2 separate regions of the Sus scrofa genome follow, and region 1 is linked to region 2. A link is a contact called in public HiChIP or PLAC-seq data. All regions are on one chromosome and are shown on one strand. The core of a region is the stretch at or near the end of the contact, and the rest is flanking DNA. Distances in the headings are between cores, read along the strand shown.

Region 1 (7,532 bases), core at 3,539-6,038, 94 kb before region 2:
ACAGCAACAGCCCACAACACTCCTCACCACATTAAACGCAGCGTGAGAGTGAAATACACAAACACTCCAAAGAAGAGAAAGACCTTCCCAGTTCAAGTTTCCTTTCCGTCTTCTGTTGAACTGAGGAAGAAAAAAAAGCTCAGGATGCTCTAAAAAAAACGGCTGCTGTTTTCCCTGAGTGGCCTTTCTGTTTTCCCTCAGCTACCAATTCATGAACCCACTTTATGATTTAATCTGCCCATGGACGTTAGAGTACCATCTACAAAAGAATGACAATGTCTTTTAGGCATTGATAGCAGTCTCATGGCTGCTTCCTTTCAGATCGTCCTGACAAATGGTTTTATTTCGCTTCTGAACCTATCCTTTAGGACGAGCTGTCTATCCAACTACTAATGGATCTTCCTGTCCTATTAGTCTCACTTTGCAGGCAACATCATTAAAGTAAAAATGGTGAGGCTCCAACACAGCCGCCTCTAATCTCACCCAGAGACAAAGCCCCACCCACCACAGGGATAAATCACCTCCACCCACCAGTGGGCAGGCACCAGTCCCTCCCATCAGGAAGCCCAAAGCAAGCCCCCCCCATACCAACTTCAGCCACAAGGGAGGTGGACACCAGCAGCAAGAGAGGCTACAACTCTGTTTTCTGCAAAAAGGAGACCACACCAAAAACCTATACAAAATGAAAAGGCAGAAACTATAACTCAGATAAGGGAGCAAGAAAAAAAAAAAACAGTAAATTGTGAGGCTCCAATTGAGATGGTGGAATAGAAGGACATAGAGCTCACCTCCTCCCACCAATGCATCAAAAATACATCTATATGGCATTCCCACTGTGAGGCAGTGGGTTAAGGATCCGGCATTGTCTCTGTGGCAGCTCAGGTCGCCGCTGAGTTGCAACTTCAATCCCCAGCCTGGTGCAGAGGGTTAAGGATCTGGTGTGGCAGCTGTGGCACAGGTCACAGCTGCAGCTCAGATTCAATCCCTGGCTTGGGAATTCCCATATGCTACAGGTATGACCATAAAAAGAAAAAATAAAATAAATCTATTGAGGATTTATGTGTCAAGCATTATCTGAGGACTCTACAAATACTTGATTCATCTACTCATAGCAAACTATAGGTAGGTTCTATTATTATCCTCCTTTAATAGATGAAGGAACAGTCGCACCAAGAAATGAAATAAACTGCCCCAACTTCACCGAGCTCTAAGTGGCAGGTTTAGGATGAGAACCCTGATAATTTATTTAGCTCCATAACCCATACTATTGCCACTATACTAAACCGCCTTTCATGAGACCACATTAATACGTGGCCTGAAACAAACTCATACTGTCAAAAACTTCAAACCACTTCTCAAATTTCTACTGATGTCTTCCCTTCCCTTCCACTAATAACCTTTTCTCTTGTTGACACAGGTTCCTCTGTTAAAAATCTACAACATTACCACTCATAAAAGCCTCAAAAGTACAAGACCCTGTCACCAATAAAACCATACCCCATCTTTCTTTTTTTTTTTTTTTTTTTGTCTTTTTAGGGCAGCACCTGTGGCATATGGAGGTTCCAGAAGGGTAGAATCAGAGCTGTAGCTGGCAGCCTACAACACAGCCAGAGCAACACAGGATCCGAGCCGTGTCTGCAACCTATACCACAGCTCACAGCAACGCTGGATCCCCAACCCACTGAGCGAGGCCAGAGATCCAACCTGCATCCTCATGGGATCTCGTCAGATTCATTTCCACTGCACCATGCTAGGAACTCCTTTCCTCGATGTTGACCTCAGGGCAGCGGAAAATACCAAAGTCACTAGTGTAAGATTTCAACTCGGGAGTTCCTGTCGTGACTCAGTGGTTAACGAATCTGACTAGGAACCATGAGATGGCAGGTTCGATCCCTGGCCTTGCTCAGTGGGTTGAGGATCCGGCGTTGCCGTGAGCTGTGGTGTAGGTTGCAGATGCGGCTCGGATCCCACGTTGCTGTGGCTCTGGCGTAGGCCGGTGGCTACAGCTCCGATTGGACCCCTAGCCTGGGAACCTCCATATGCCTCGGGAGCGGCCCAAAGAAATAGCAAAAAGACAAAAAAAAAAAAAAAAAAAAAAAAAAAAAAAAAAAAAAAAGATTTCAACTCAACTATAATCTTCTCGATATATTACAGCCTAAAATAAAACTCTGCAGGAGTTCCCATTGTGGCTCGGCGGTCCACGAACCCGACTAGCATCGATGAGGATGCAGGTTCTGGCCTCACGTGATCCTTGGCCTCACTCAGTGGGTTGCGGATCTGGTGTTGCCGTGAACTTCAGTGTTAGTCGAAGATGCAGCTCGGATCCGGCGTTGCTGTGGCTGTGGCGTAGGCAGACAGCTGTAGCTCCGATTCAACCCCTGCCCTGGGAACCTCCATACGCCGGCCCTAAGAAGATAAATAAATAAAGCTCTGTAGTTAGCCTCCCTGCATGAGGTTTAGTTGCAGACCATTCATATTAAGAGAAAGCAGCCACTCAGAGGAGGAATTAAATAGCTGCCAAATATTCATGTGAATAGCCACTGGAGAGGAGAGGATACCCTTGGTGGGGCTGGGGTGCTCTATCCTCATCCTCCCCATCATTCACTAGGAAGGAAAAACAAAGCACCGGGGCCACAGAGACAGTATTTCAGGTGTTAAAGCCTAGCCAGCTAGACTACCTGGAACAAGCCTGTAAAGTGCAACAAAATTTAAGAGTTACTGACTCAAGAGAGGGAGGAAAGTTCACAGGAACAGCTGGAACGTGATGGGGCAAATTGTAACAGAGCAGGGCCCTGTGGGGCTCCCCGGCACAAAAGCCTTTCTGTGTGTCTCTTTTCTTGTTTTTTAGGAAATGGGCCTCATTCAGCCTTCATAGTGTTCCCTGAGTTCCAAGGGGCAGGTTCAGACAGTTGCTGACCAGGGAAGGAAGGGGACGCAAAGACAAAGCAGGAGCAGTCAAGGAACAAGAGTACAGCGCCCAGGCAGGACCCTGGTTCCCTCTTGAGGAATAACACATAATGAATACTTTAAAACTGAACAGCTTAGCGCCCTTCCTTGTCCTTCTCCCTGGCTTAACTGCACCCTAAACACAATTACCTGTAAGCTAAAGATGAGGCACCCTGAGCATAAATGCCTGTGAGTTAAAGATTATTAAGCACATTTTTTTTTTTTTTTTTTTTTTTTAGGACTTAACTAGATTGACCTCATCACTGATTAACGTGCCTCTTTTCCAAGTATTTTTATTTCAGGAAAAATCAAGATACAATAACCCAGAAGATAAGCAGGGTCAGCTGAGATGTCCTGACACCAACCTCGATGACTATAAAGATTTCCCCCAAAGAAAGAAGAATGCATATTTGCCCTCAACCCTGATTCTTATCCAGAAACCTGTTTTTCTTCTTTTTACTATAAAACTCCCTGCAGTACTTTTCAATGTAGGGCACAGTCTTTAAAGCATTAGCCTGCTGTGGCCTCCTCTGCCTGGCAAGGCAATAAGGGCTACTTTTTTCCTCTTTCACCCAAAACTCTGTGTTTCTATTCAGCACCAGTGGACAGAAGCCGAGTTTCGGCAACAAAAAGGATAAGAAAACCTCTTCTGTAAAGAGCTGAGCTCCAACTGAAGGAACCTGAGGAAGTGGGAACAATTCTGGAACCACTGCTGTTTCTGAGGTGAGAACAGAAGAGGCAAGGATTAACTGGAGATTAAGTGCTATCAGTGAAGTGAGGGTAATTTAGCAACTGAGTATCTCTAGTAATAAAATAAAAGTAGCATCATTGGTAAGCACACTTTAAGCTCTCAAACAGGGAGCATTTTACAACTGCTGCATGACCTGGGCAGAAATAATGTTTTCTATTAACTCTGCAGCTGGCTTTATCTTTTCTTTTCCAATCTCATTAATGGGAGCGTCGCTTTTTCTCTTTTCGGTCCGACCTGATTTTTTCACTCTTTCATCAGGAGAAGCAAATACCACCATGTCCAGAAAAAATAAAAATTACATTTCATGGAACAAAGAGAAAAAACAAACTCATATATATATACATATGTGCATATACATACACAAATATAAATATATGCAATTATTTCCTCCTTTCTCTCTCCGTCCTAAAGATCAGCAGGCTGGGGTAAGGAAACAGGAATCTCAACGCACTGAGCCTTTTTTTGGAGGTAAGCCAGGCCAGGCTAAAGACACACCCCCGCTACTCTTGCGCCCAGGAGCCCCACAGGACCGTGTCCGGTTTCACTACCACACTTTCTCCCACCATCCACCACACACCAAACCCGATGGAAATAACAGGGAGCCTGGGGTGAAGCTGACCCTTCCCGGTATCAGAGAGAACGGCCAGAGTACAAAGACCTGGGCTGGTATCTGTCTACGAGTTCTCTAGAGCTGCCTTGGGAGGGAGCTCTGGTTAAGCTGTGGCTTTGAAAGCTGTTGTTCTTCAGACTGCGTCTTTTTGTTAGGGGCCTTCACTGTGGGGTTCATAAATCTAACTCGGAGCCATTCTGGGCCGCTGCATCTGTGCGGCCCCGAAGCGGGCGGACAGAGGATGCATCGGGGAACCCAATGTCCACTCAGCGTCACAAACTACACAGTCACTGCAGCCCTGCACACACAGGGCCGCGCCGCCCCCGCGCCGCCCCCGCGCCCATTTCCTCAATGCACGCGAGCAACTCACCTCTCCGAGCCGACACCAGCAAGGAAGGCGGAAGGAAAGTAGGCGCAGAGGCCTGTGGGAGATGTAGTCCCGGCTAGGGAGGGCCTGGTCCGCGCCCCAGCTGGCTGCGCCGAATGCGCAAGTGCGGGTTGTCCAGCTCAGGCGGAGAATCCCCAGGGTCCTTGAGTCTCCGAGACGGTTGGACTGCTGCCTGAGAGCCTTCGAGGCTGTCCCAGGCTGACCGAGGCACCCTCCTCGAACTTGGGTTAGCGTTGTTTTTGAGAAACCCCTACTAGTGCTAAGAGAAGTGCAGCAGGCACCTAATATATGTACTACGCACATAGCAGGTGCTCGGGTGTGTATACCCAAGCAGGACGTGGTTGTACCTCAAGACTCAAAATCCGGAGTTCCCGTTGTGGCTTAGGAAGCGAACCCAACTAGTACCAATGAGGATGCGAGTTCGATCCCTGACCTCGCTTAGTGGGTTAAGTAAGGATCCAGCATCGCCATGAGCTGTGGTGTAGGTAGCAGACGAGGCTGGGATCCAGCCTGTGGCTGGCGAGCAGCTGCAGCTTCAATTCGATCCCTAGGCTGGTAACTTCCATAAACTGCAGGTGCGGCCCTGGGGGGGGAAAAAAAGTCTCAATATCCTCCAAACCCTAGCAGAACCTGGACACACAGAGGTTGCTTAGTGCTCGCTCCCTCCTCCCTTCCTATTCTCTCCCGGATTGTTTTGGTTTTTTTTTTTTTCCCCCTCCTTCCCTCTTGAGCTTGTGGACGGATAGTTCTGTAAAAATCTGTTAGGTTAAGGTAGTGGGTATTGTCATTTAGATGTTATTTATCCTTACTGATTTTTAAAAAATCTAGTCCTAGTAATTACTAAGAGAGGTGTGTCTATTTCTATTTTCCTTTTAGTTCTACCCGGTATTGCTTCAAAGTATTTTCAAGCCCTGTTAAATACATACATACATACTGATGAGGACGATTGAAAAGTGAACATTAGGAAGGGTGTCTTCCGAAGTCTCTCAGATGAGTAATAATTGAATTCATCCCGTCCTGGGTTCATTCCTAAGAAACCGGATAAGCCTACCAGGGACTACACTGTAGCAGCTTCTCCATCTTACATTTTTTATGTATTAGTTAATAGAAGGAAGAATTTTTCTTCTCTCAAGAACATAAAACTTTTTTTAAAAATATAAAACTTTAGAAAGTATTTGAAAATGTCTAGGCTAATCTTAGTTCTCATTTTGCAAACAGGAAGATATGAAGTAGGAGTCACATGAAAACTATGATTGTGAATTTCAGTTTTTGCTTCATATATTTTGAAGCTCCATTATTATAGTACGTGCACATTTATGATTGTGTGTCTTCCCGATGAATTGACCCTTCTTTTATGAAACATTTCTCTGTATCTAGACAAATTTTCAAGCAAAAATTAAAAGCTAAAATATACAGTGCTCTTTCTTTTTACCAGGCCGTTTTAAGACTGTTGCATGTATTAATTATTCTTCATAACTCCATCATGTTAGTACTATTTTGATCCTCATGCAACAGACACAGAACATGGAGAGGTGAAGAAACCTGTCCAACATCACAGAGCAATTAATGGAGAAGGGAGAATGCAAACATGCTTTGTTAATAAAACTTTTTTATTTTGAAATATCAAATGCAGAGAAAAGTTGCAATAGCACAAAGAATTCTTATATACCCTTCAGATAGTTTCTGTAAATGCTAACACACTGCATTTATTTTCTGATTCTTTTTCTGAACAATTGGAATTTTATTCACAAAAGTCAGTTGCACACATAAGGCTCCTTTACCCCTAAATGCTTCAGTGTATACATCTTTTGTGTCACACTGGTCACATTAACTTTGATTACTGGTTAAGGTGGTGTGTCAAGTTTCTTCACTGTAATGTTACTGTTTTTCCCTTTGCAATTAATATTTCTGGCAAGAGTGTTTTAAGATGGTATCATATTGTTTCTCATCAAATTTTTTCACTCAGTAGTGTTAGATACATTGATGAGTCTTATAGAATCAGTGGTTACTGTGATGGTTGATTGATGGCGACTTTCTAATTTCACCATTCCTCCTACATTAGTAAATTGGCATCCTACTATAAAGCATGTTTCATGGATTCTTTCATGGACTCTTCTCCTTTTAGTTACTGGGTTATTCAATGGTTTTACTCAATCTGCTACTATCATGACCTATTTTGATGCTTCGATTATCCAGATTTAGTCAGTGAGAACTCCTTTAGACACTATGATCTTTGGACATATTTCAAACATTTTTTGAGCACCTCTCTGCTTTCTATGTCTACAAAATATTCTAACCCTATTTTTCTCTGTTCAACGTTTTATGCAATTTCTCCAAGTAGCCCGGGTTCCCATTGGGTGCTGGATATTCTCATTGATACTGGAGCAACATAGATGACATAGAAGGACACAGATGCACACACAACCCTATATGTATTTTTATATTTATCTTTTTTTTAAAAAAAACATGACCTTACAGTGATACCTCCAACTGCAGTCCAACACCGCAAGTTTAGTCTAGCCCTCTCCTCTCCATACTGCAACTTCCTTCTGCAGCCAAAGATAAACTTGGCTCTTATTTTGTTTACTTACTCCCACAATAGCTACTTTTTTGCTTGATTCCAGAATACACAAAGTAGTTTCAGAATTACTAATCTTAGTCACTGTGTAAATCAATCCTACTAACTAGAGTTAATTGTTGGTTTATAGGGTTGGGTTTTTTTTCTTCTTCTATTTTTGGCCTGAAGGAATATGGTCAAATTGTCTTCAAAAGCTGCTTGCACTAGCCCCCCCCCTCCACACCTTTAGTGTGAAGGAAATGTTTGTTTTTGCTATATT
Region 2 (7,470 bases), core at 2,428-4,927:
AAAAGAAACAATGTTTAAAAGAGTACCTAGAGTATCTTTAATGCAAAAAGGAGTCACTCAAAAGAATACCTGTATCTGTTCATTTGTGCAAAGGGGAATACCAAAAGGATAAAGCAGAAACTAATGAGGTTGATTATGTACAGGGAGTGGGCAGGAACTACATTAATTTTTTCATACTCAAAATATTGACATGTTGCAATCAACCAGGATGTAAGGGAACCTGAAGTATAACACAGAAAGCTAAATGTAGGAAAAATGAGTGACAAAACTACAATGAAGAGGGTGGTGAGGAAAAGAACTAAACGGAGTAACTTTGGAAATGTCTTTTTTTTTTCGTCTTTTTGCCATTTCTTGGGCAGCTCCCACGGCATATGGAGGTTCCCAGGCTAGGGGTTGAATCGGAGCTGTAGCCACCGGCCTACGCCAGAGCCACAGCAACGCGGGATCCGAGCCGCGTCTGCAACCTACACCACAGCTCACGGCAACGCCAGATCGTTAACCCACTGAGCAAGGGCAGGGACTGAACCCGCAACCTCAGGGTTCCTAGTCGTATTCGTTAAACACTGCGCCACGATGGGAACTCCCAGAAAAAAATTATTGATATTAAGAAGCAGGTTTCTCACTGTTGGAGAAAAGAATTTGACATAAGGAAATGGCCAAACATTTCCCTGGATTAAGAATCCAACTGCAGTAGCTCACGTCACTGTGGAAGTGCAGATTGGCTCCCCACCAGCACAGCGGGTTAAAGGATCCAGTGCTGTGGAAGCTGTGAATCAGATTTCAGTCCCTGGGAGTTCCCGTTGTGGCCCAAGGGGATCATTGGCAGCTGTGGAGCCCTGGGATGTAGGTTCAATACCCAGCCTGGCACAGTGGGTTAAGGATCTGGCGTTGCCACAGCTGCAGCATAGATCACAACTGTGGCTCAGATCTGATTCCTGGCCCAGGAATGCCATATGCCGTGGGGTGGCCAAAAAAGAAAGAAAGAAATCTATAAATTAGCAAAAGTCTTGTATCAGGGCACATGTCCTGGTTTTCATAAATGTACTATGAACACCTGAGTGAAGATGAAGAGTATATGGGAATTCCTTGTACTATGTTTACAATACGAAAAAATATGAAAATAAAAAGTTTTTTAAAAATGAGAAAAAAATCTGGAGTTCCTGCTGTGGTGCAGTGGGTTAAGGATCCAGCATAGGTTTAAAAAAAAAAAAAAAAAGAGAGAGAGAAAAAAATTTAAAAGGGCAAGAGGACAAAGAGACCTGAATAGATCCTTTTAAAAAACTGGATATTCAAGTGGCCAATAAAGATATGAAAAGGTGCAGAATGTTACACATCAGGGAAATGCAAGTTAAAACTGCAATGAAAGTAGACCACACATCCACCAAAATAGTTAAAATAAGAGATTGATAATATCAAATAATGGAGATGATGTGGAGCAACTGAAACTCTCATACATTACTGGATGGAGTGTAAACTGGTACAACACGAGCATTGGTAGTATTTACTAAACATATGCCTTCCCAGTGATCTATCAATTCCATTCCTAAATATTTACGCAGGAGAACAGTATTTATGTGTTCACAAAAACCACAGCAAAATGTTCATAGCAACGATATTGGAAATTTTGAAAAATCAATCAATTGCAACATATCCCTAAATGTAATCATAACTAAATGCAATTACGCTCAACAACACAGATAAATCTCATAGATATAATGCAGAACAAAAGAAGCCAATTGTAAAAGAGCACATACTATATAATTCCATTTGTTTATGAAATTCAAGAAAGGGTAAAATCAACTAATGGTTATAGAATTCTGAATATTGATTCTGGGAGAGGAATAACTTGGAAGGGGCATGAGTGAATCTTCTGGGGTAGTGGTAAAGTTCTTTGTGTTGATCTAGGAAACTGTTTTACAGCTGTATACTTAAGATCACACATTTGGAGCTCCCGTTGTGGCTTAGCAGTAATGAATCCGACTAGTACCCATGAGGATGAAGGTTCGATTCCTGGCCCTGCTCAGTGGGTTAAAGATCCGGTGTTGCCATGAGCTACGGTGTAGGTCACAGATGCAGCTTGGATCTAGTGTTGCTGTGGCTGTGGTGTAGACTGGCAGCTACAGCTCTGATTAGACCCCTAGCCAGGGAACTTCCATATGCCACAGGTGAGGCCTTAAAAAGCAAAAAAAAAAAAAAAAAAGATTCATGCACTTTACTGTATATTTGCTATATCATAAAAATGTAAAAAAATTATCAGAACCATGTTTTGGTAGGGACATGGAGCAATGTGATGTTTCAAACACTGCTGTGCAAGTATAAATTTAGTTTGGTAGATATTTTGGCACTACCTGGTAAAGTGGAAGATATATGACACTGTAATTCCATTGGTAGGTAAATCATGCATGTGTATCCTATGTAAAAGAATGCTGGTGGCAGCACAGTCTATAAAGTGAAAAACTAGAAATAACTCAAATGTCCATCATTTTTAGAAGGGATGAATAACTGGTATACTTTAAAGGATGGAATATAATAAAGAAAACAAATGAACCACTATCATATCTAATATGGATAATTCCCAAAAACATAGTTGTACAAATCATTAAAGTAAGAGATAAAAGTATGTCAGCATTCACATAAAGTTTTAAAATGGGGAAAAACTACAGTATAATGCTTAAAGTGGTATATATACATAAGTGAAAAATCCTCATACATTTATCCAGTGATGCTAACATAATAACATAACCACACACAAATATAAACGAACATGGGAACTTACAGCTAAAGATAACCCGCAACTCAAACAACAGGGCCTCATACCCAGGGCCTCAAAAGGTCACATAAGCACAATCACACAATTACCAAGAGGACAATAAATCACAACTCACACTGTCACAGGCACTGCACACCTGAACACGGTCGCAGTCACAATCACACAAACGACAGATAAAACCACACAGTATCCACAAGTACCCCAACGGTACTCTGCAGCACACAGTCGCGCAATCACACCCCTCTACGGGGCAAACGCTATCACATCCACCGAGTCACAAGCTCCTCACACCAGCACATTCAATGCCACACGTGATTACATGTACCTCACCGGGTCGCATCGCGTCACACCAGAGCAGTCACAGGCTCTGAGGCTGTGCTGCACACGGTTATCATTGGAAACACACGCTCACTACAGGAACAGCGAGACACAATCACACGGTCATTCATCACATACCAATACACAGACACAAACACACAATTTCAATCTCACCTCCTCAGCGGTACAAAGCCGATGCTTCAAGCCCACCCTCTCTTAGGGTTCCCCACCTCGGTTCTTCCAAGCTTCCAAAGGCGCAGAGCCCTCCACTGCACTGAAACACTTGCTGGTACGGACCTGAGGGTCCCCCCAGAGCGTGATTCTCGAGGTTGAATTCACACGAGAATCACGTTTTGCCGAGGAGTCCTCTGGGAAGTGTAGTCAGCGACGCCCAGAGGCGGGCAAGATGGCTGACAGTCAACGGGATTTTTATCAGAGCTCAGCTGCTGTCCCGCCGAAAAGATTGCGTCCCCCTCACAAACGCGCACCAGAGACCTCGCGGAGCCTGGCTCAGCCTCAGGCAGTGGTCCCCAAAGAAGGCCACTCCTAAGCATTTGAAAATGGACTTCCCAGGTCCGCCCTACTGTATCCCCTGGAGTTGAACGCGCTCTGGAAGAAAAGAGTTAGTCCGCAAGGGGAGGTAATTTGCACCGCCGAGCCTCCTGGGAAGTGTAGTTAGGAAGCAGGAAAAAGCGGTGGATGGACCGTTTGAAATTCGTCTGGATTCCTCATCCCCTGAGCCTGGCCACACCCCGCAGACATCTGGGAGTGTCACTGCGCCCAGGGGAGCGCGCAGGCTTTCTGGGTCGCCGTCTTGGCCTTTGTTTGGGTGTGAGTTTGACTTGGGGGATTCTTCGGTGCCGAGTTTTGGGACCTGAGATTTTTGAGACCCAAAGCTAGTCCAGGAGGCTGCAGAGGAGGAGACCAGGAACTTGCCACGGGATTGGGGAGGTTGAAGGGGAGGAATCGCTAAACGTGAAATGGGGAGGGGGTGTTTAAAACGGAGTAGTTTCCGACTTCGCAAAGGGGCTGTGCTCCTGACTTCGGTGTGATAGTCGCAGCGTGAGAATGAGGGGGTGGTGAGGCAAGCTGTGCAGAATGCAAGTAATGAGAGCCCGGTATGTGTTGGGTGCCATAGAGAAGAAACTGGACGCATGATTTTGTGTAGGGGTGTGTGTGGAATTAACTATTTGTGATTGATTGATTGTCTTCTGGAATGCAGAAGTTCCCAGGCCAAGGGATGAAACCTATCGCTACAGCAGTGAGGACGCTGGATCTTTAACCCGCTTAGCCACCAGGGAACCCCAGTAATTGATAATTTAAATGAGTATCAACCGTATGTTTGACTGAGATTGTATCTTGGTAAATAATCTCTGAACCTCATTGTAAAACAGTGGCAAGGAGGATGGATCTTTCTGGGGCAGGTTTTTTGTTTTTGTTTTTGTTTTTGTTTTGTCTTTTTTTAAGGTTTGATGGGAGAAAGATTACATAATTGAGCTAATAAATGATTTAAAGCTTGATCAATTATGGAATAGAAATTAAAGCAGCGCTTTTTTAAAAAACGAAAGTTGGTTTTAAAGAAACTATTTTTTTAAATGGGGGGCTTGCTCTTGCTTAGAGCCCAGATCTTGGAGTCCTAGCCATTCAATCTTGATGTTCTTTTAACGTCTTGGGGGAGGCGTGTATGTCTAAGGGAGCTGATTTGTGCAGTTCTAGACTAAGAAATAACTTTAAAGATTGAGGAGTAGTATTGGCCATTGGAAATAGCAGAGAAGTGAATTAAAGTGTTATTCCCATTGTCGGATTAAAAAAAAAAACACAAACAATCAACGTTTAGTGAGATCAAGGAATGTAAGTTTGAGGTTCTTTAAGGAGTCTAGCCAAATCAAGGATTTACTTAATTTCCTCTGGTTACCCCAAGGCCAGTGGATTTTTTTTTGGGGGGGAGGGTGTAAAAATAAATTGCTGCTAATTGCAAAGATGCTTTCTTCGAAGTTCCCGTCCTGGCGCAGTGGTTAATGAATCTGACTAGGAACCATGAGGTTGCGGGTTTGGTCCCTGCCCTTGTTCAGTGGGTTAACGATCCGACGTTGCCGTGAGCTGTGGTGTAGGTCGCAGACGCGGCTCGGATCCCGGGTTGCTGTGGCTGTGGCATAGGCCAGCAGTTACAGCTCCGATTCTACCCTAGCCTGGGAACCTCCATATGCCGCAGGAGTGGCCCAAGAAATAGCAAAAAGACAAAAAAAAAAAAAAAAAAAAAAAAAAAAGATGCTTTCTTCAAGAATTTTGCTATAGTTACTTTCAATGTAATTTTAAATAAAAGGAGAAAGAAAGGTAGTTGGGTATAAAATTCATGTAAATAAACTTCATGTATGCAAACAAAACCTTAGAATGGGATAAAATGCTTCAGAATCAGCAAGAAATAAATAAAACCTATATAAGAAAAAATTTAAAACATTATGAAGGACACAAAAAAATAAACAATGTTATACCATATTTAATAGAAATCTTTATCATAAACATCATTAATTTTAAATTAATTCATGAATTTAACATGATCTCAGTGAAAACAGTATATTTTTTTTTAAATAGACTTTATTATTCTAAAGTTGAAGTGGAAAAACAAAGGTCAGAATAGACTCTCTGGGAAAAAAAACTTGGGCAGTTGGAGCTTGTCCTAACAGATCACAAAACACCCTAAAACGTTAAAAATTGAAATAGTGTGGCTTTGTCATATGACTGGAGAGACTAGTGGAAAAGAATAGAGAATCCGAAAATGAACCAAATCAAGGATTTTAGTGTGTGGTGAATGGGGCATCGCAAATCAATTGGAAAAAAATTTTCAATGATCGTAATAGGAACAGTTTGGTAGCATTTCTGGAGAAAAGAGAATGGATTATGCTATGTATTGAATTCAGAGTTAAGTCCAAATGGGTCAAAATTTAAAACTTAAAAAAATTAAAGTACTTAAAATTAAATTACATAAACATTAAAGATTGAAAACTTGAGTGAATTTGTAGCCATGGAATGCAGAAAAACCTTCCTAAATTCAGAATCCCAAAACCTGGACATGAAAGGTTAATCTTTGCTACTACATAAAAAAAAAGGTTAAAATACAAGCTGGCAGAAATCTGCATTTTGTTACAAACAAAGAGCTGATCTCCCCAGATATAAAGAGCCCCCCCAAAATTGATTAAACAAGACTAACAACCCAGTAAAAATGGAGGGATTAAAAAATAATGCTCAGGAGTTCCCGTTGTGGCGCAGTGGTTAACGAATCCAACTAGGAACCATGAGGTTGTGGGTTCGGTCCCTGCCCTTGCTCAGTGGGTTAACGATCCGGCATTGCCGTGAGCTGTGGTGTAGGTTGCAGACTCGCTCGGATCCCGCGTTGCTGTGACTCTGGCGTAGGCCGGTGGCTACAGCTCTGATTCAACCCCTGGCCTGGGAACCTCCATATGCCGCAGGAGCGGCCCAAGAAATAGCAACAACAACAACAACAACAAAAAGACAAAAGACAAAAAAAAAAATAATAATAATAATAATAATAATGCTCAGAGGCTTTCCCGTCATAGCTCAGTGGTTAAGGAACCTGACTAGCAACCATGAGGTTGCGGGTTCGGTTCCTGGTCTCTTTCACTGGGTTAAGGATCCAGCGTTGCCTTGAGCTATGGTATAGGTCGCAGATGCGGATCAGATCCCAACTTGCTTTAGCTCTGGTGTAGGCTGGCAGCTACAGCTCTGATTGGACCCCTAGCCTGGGAACCTCCATATGACGCAGGTGCAGCCCTAAAAAAGACAAAAAGACCAAAAAAAAAAAAAAAAAAAAAAAAAAAGAAACCAAAACTTAGAGTCTACTTATTGTTCTCAAATATACGAAAACATGTTCAACATCATGCATGAAAAAAATGCCACTGAAACTATACAGAGGAGCTCCCAGTTGTGGCTCAGTGGAAACAAACCAGACTAGTGTCTATGAGGATGCAGGTTCCATCCCTGGCCCTGCTCTGTGGGTTAAGGATCCGGTATTGCCATGAGCTGTGTTGTAGGTCACAGACACTGCTCGGATCTCTTGTGACTGTGGCTGTGGCTGTGGCTGTGGCCGGCAGCTGCAGCTCAGTTTTCACCCCTAGCCTGGGAACTTCCATATGCCTCAGGTGCTGCCCTAGAAAAAGAAAAAAACAAAAACTATATGGAGGTACTGTTTCTTATGGACTCAAATGGCAAATATTCCCCAAATTTGAAAAGTTACATTGTTAGAGGGACTGCTGATTGGGAAAACTTTCTGGAAGGCAGTTCCGGCAACATCTCTTAAAATTCCAATTGCATTTACCCTTTCAGTGAGCAGTCCTACCTCTGGGATTTTACCCTACAGATCTTGC

The links. HiChIP or PLAC-seq counts read pairs in DNA pulled down with a chosen protein or histone mark.
Region 1: an H3K27ac HiChIP or PLAC-seq map of skeletal muscle shows a contact between it and region 2. The contact joins the promoter of ZFP14 here to the promoter of ZNF566 in region 2. A contact is called at or near these places in 1 of 5 promoter capture datasets (liver), 1 of 47 Hi-C or Micro-C datasets (epiblast stem cells) and 2 of 2 datasets of contacts at active chromatin or transcription factors (alveolar macrophages and skeletal muscle).

Annotation. Positions count from the first base shown.
Region 1 is chr6:45,984,916-45,992,447 of Sscrofa11.1, reverse strand. It overlaps ZFP14 (zinc finger protein 14 homolog), which reads right to left and starts at 4,788. Exons shown (of 4, transcript XM_013998455.2): 1 at 4,678-4,788.
Region 2 is chr6:45,890,190-45,897,659 of Sscrofa11.1, reverse strand. It overlaps ZNF566 (zinc finger protein 566), which reads right to left and starts at 3,677. Exons shown (of 3, transcript XM_021097194.1): 1 at 3,263-3,677. It overlaps LOC110255280 (zinc finger protein 82 homolog), which reads right to left and starts at 3,390. Exons shown (of 7, transcript XM_021097168.1): 1 at 3,263-3,390.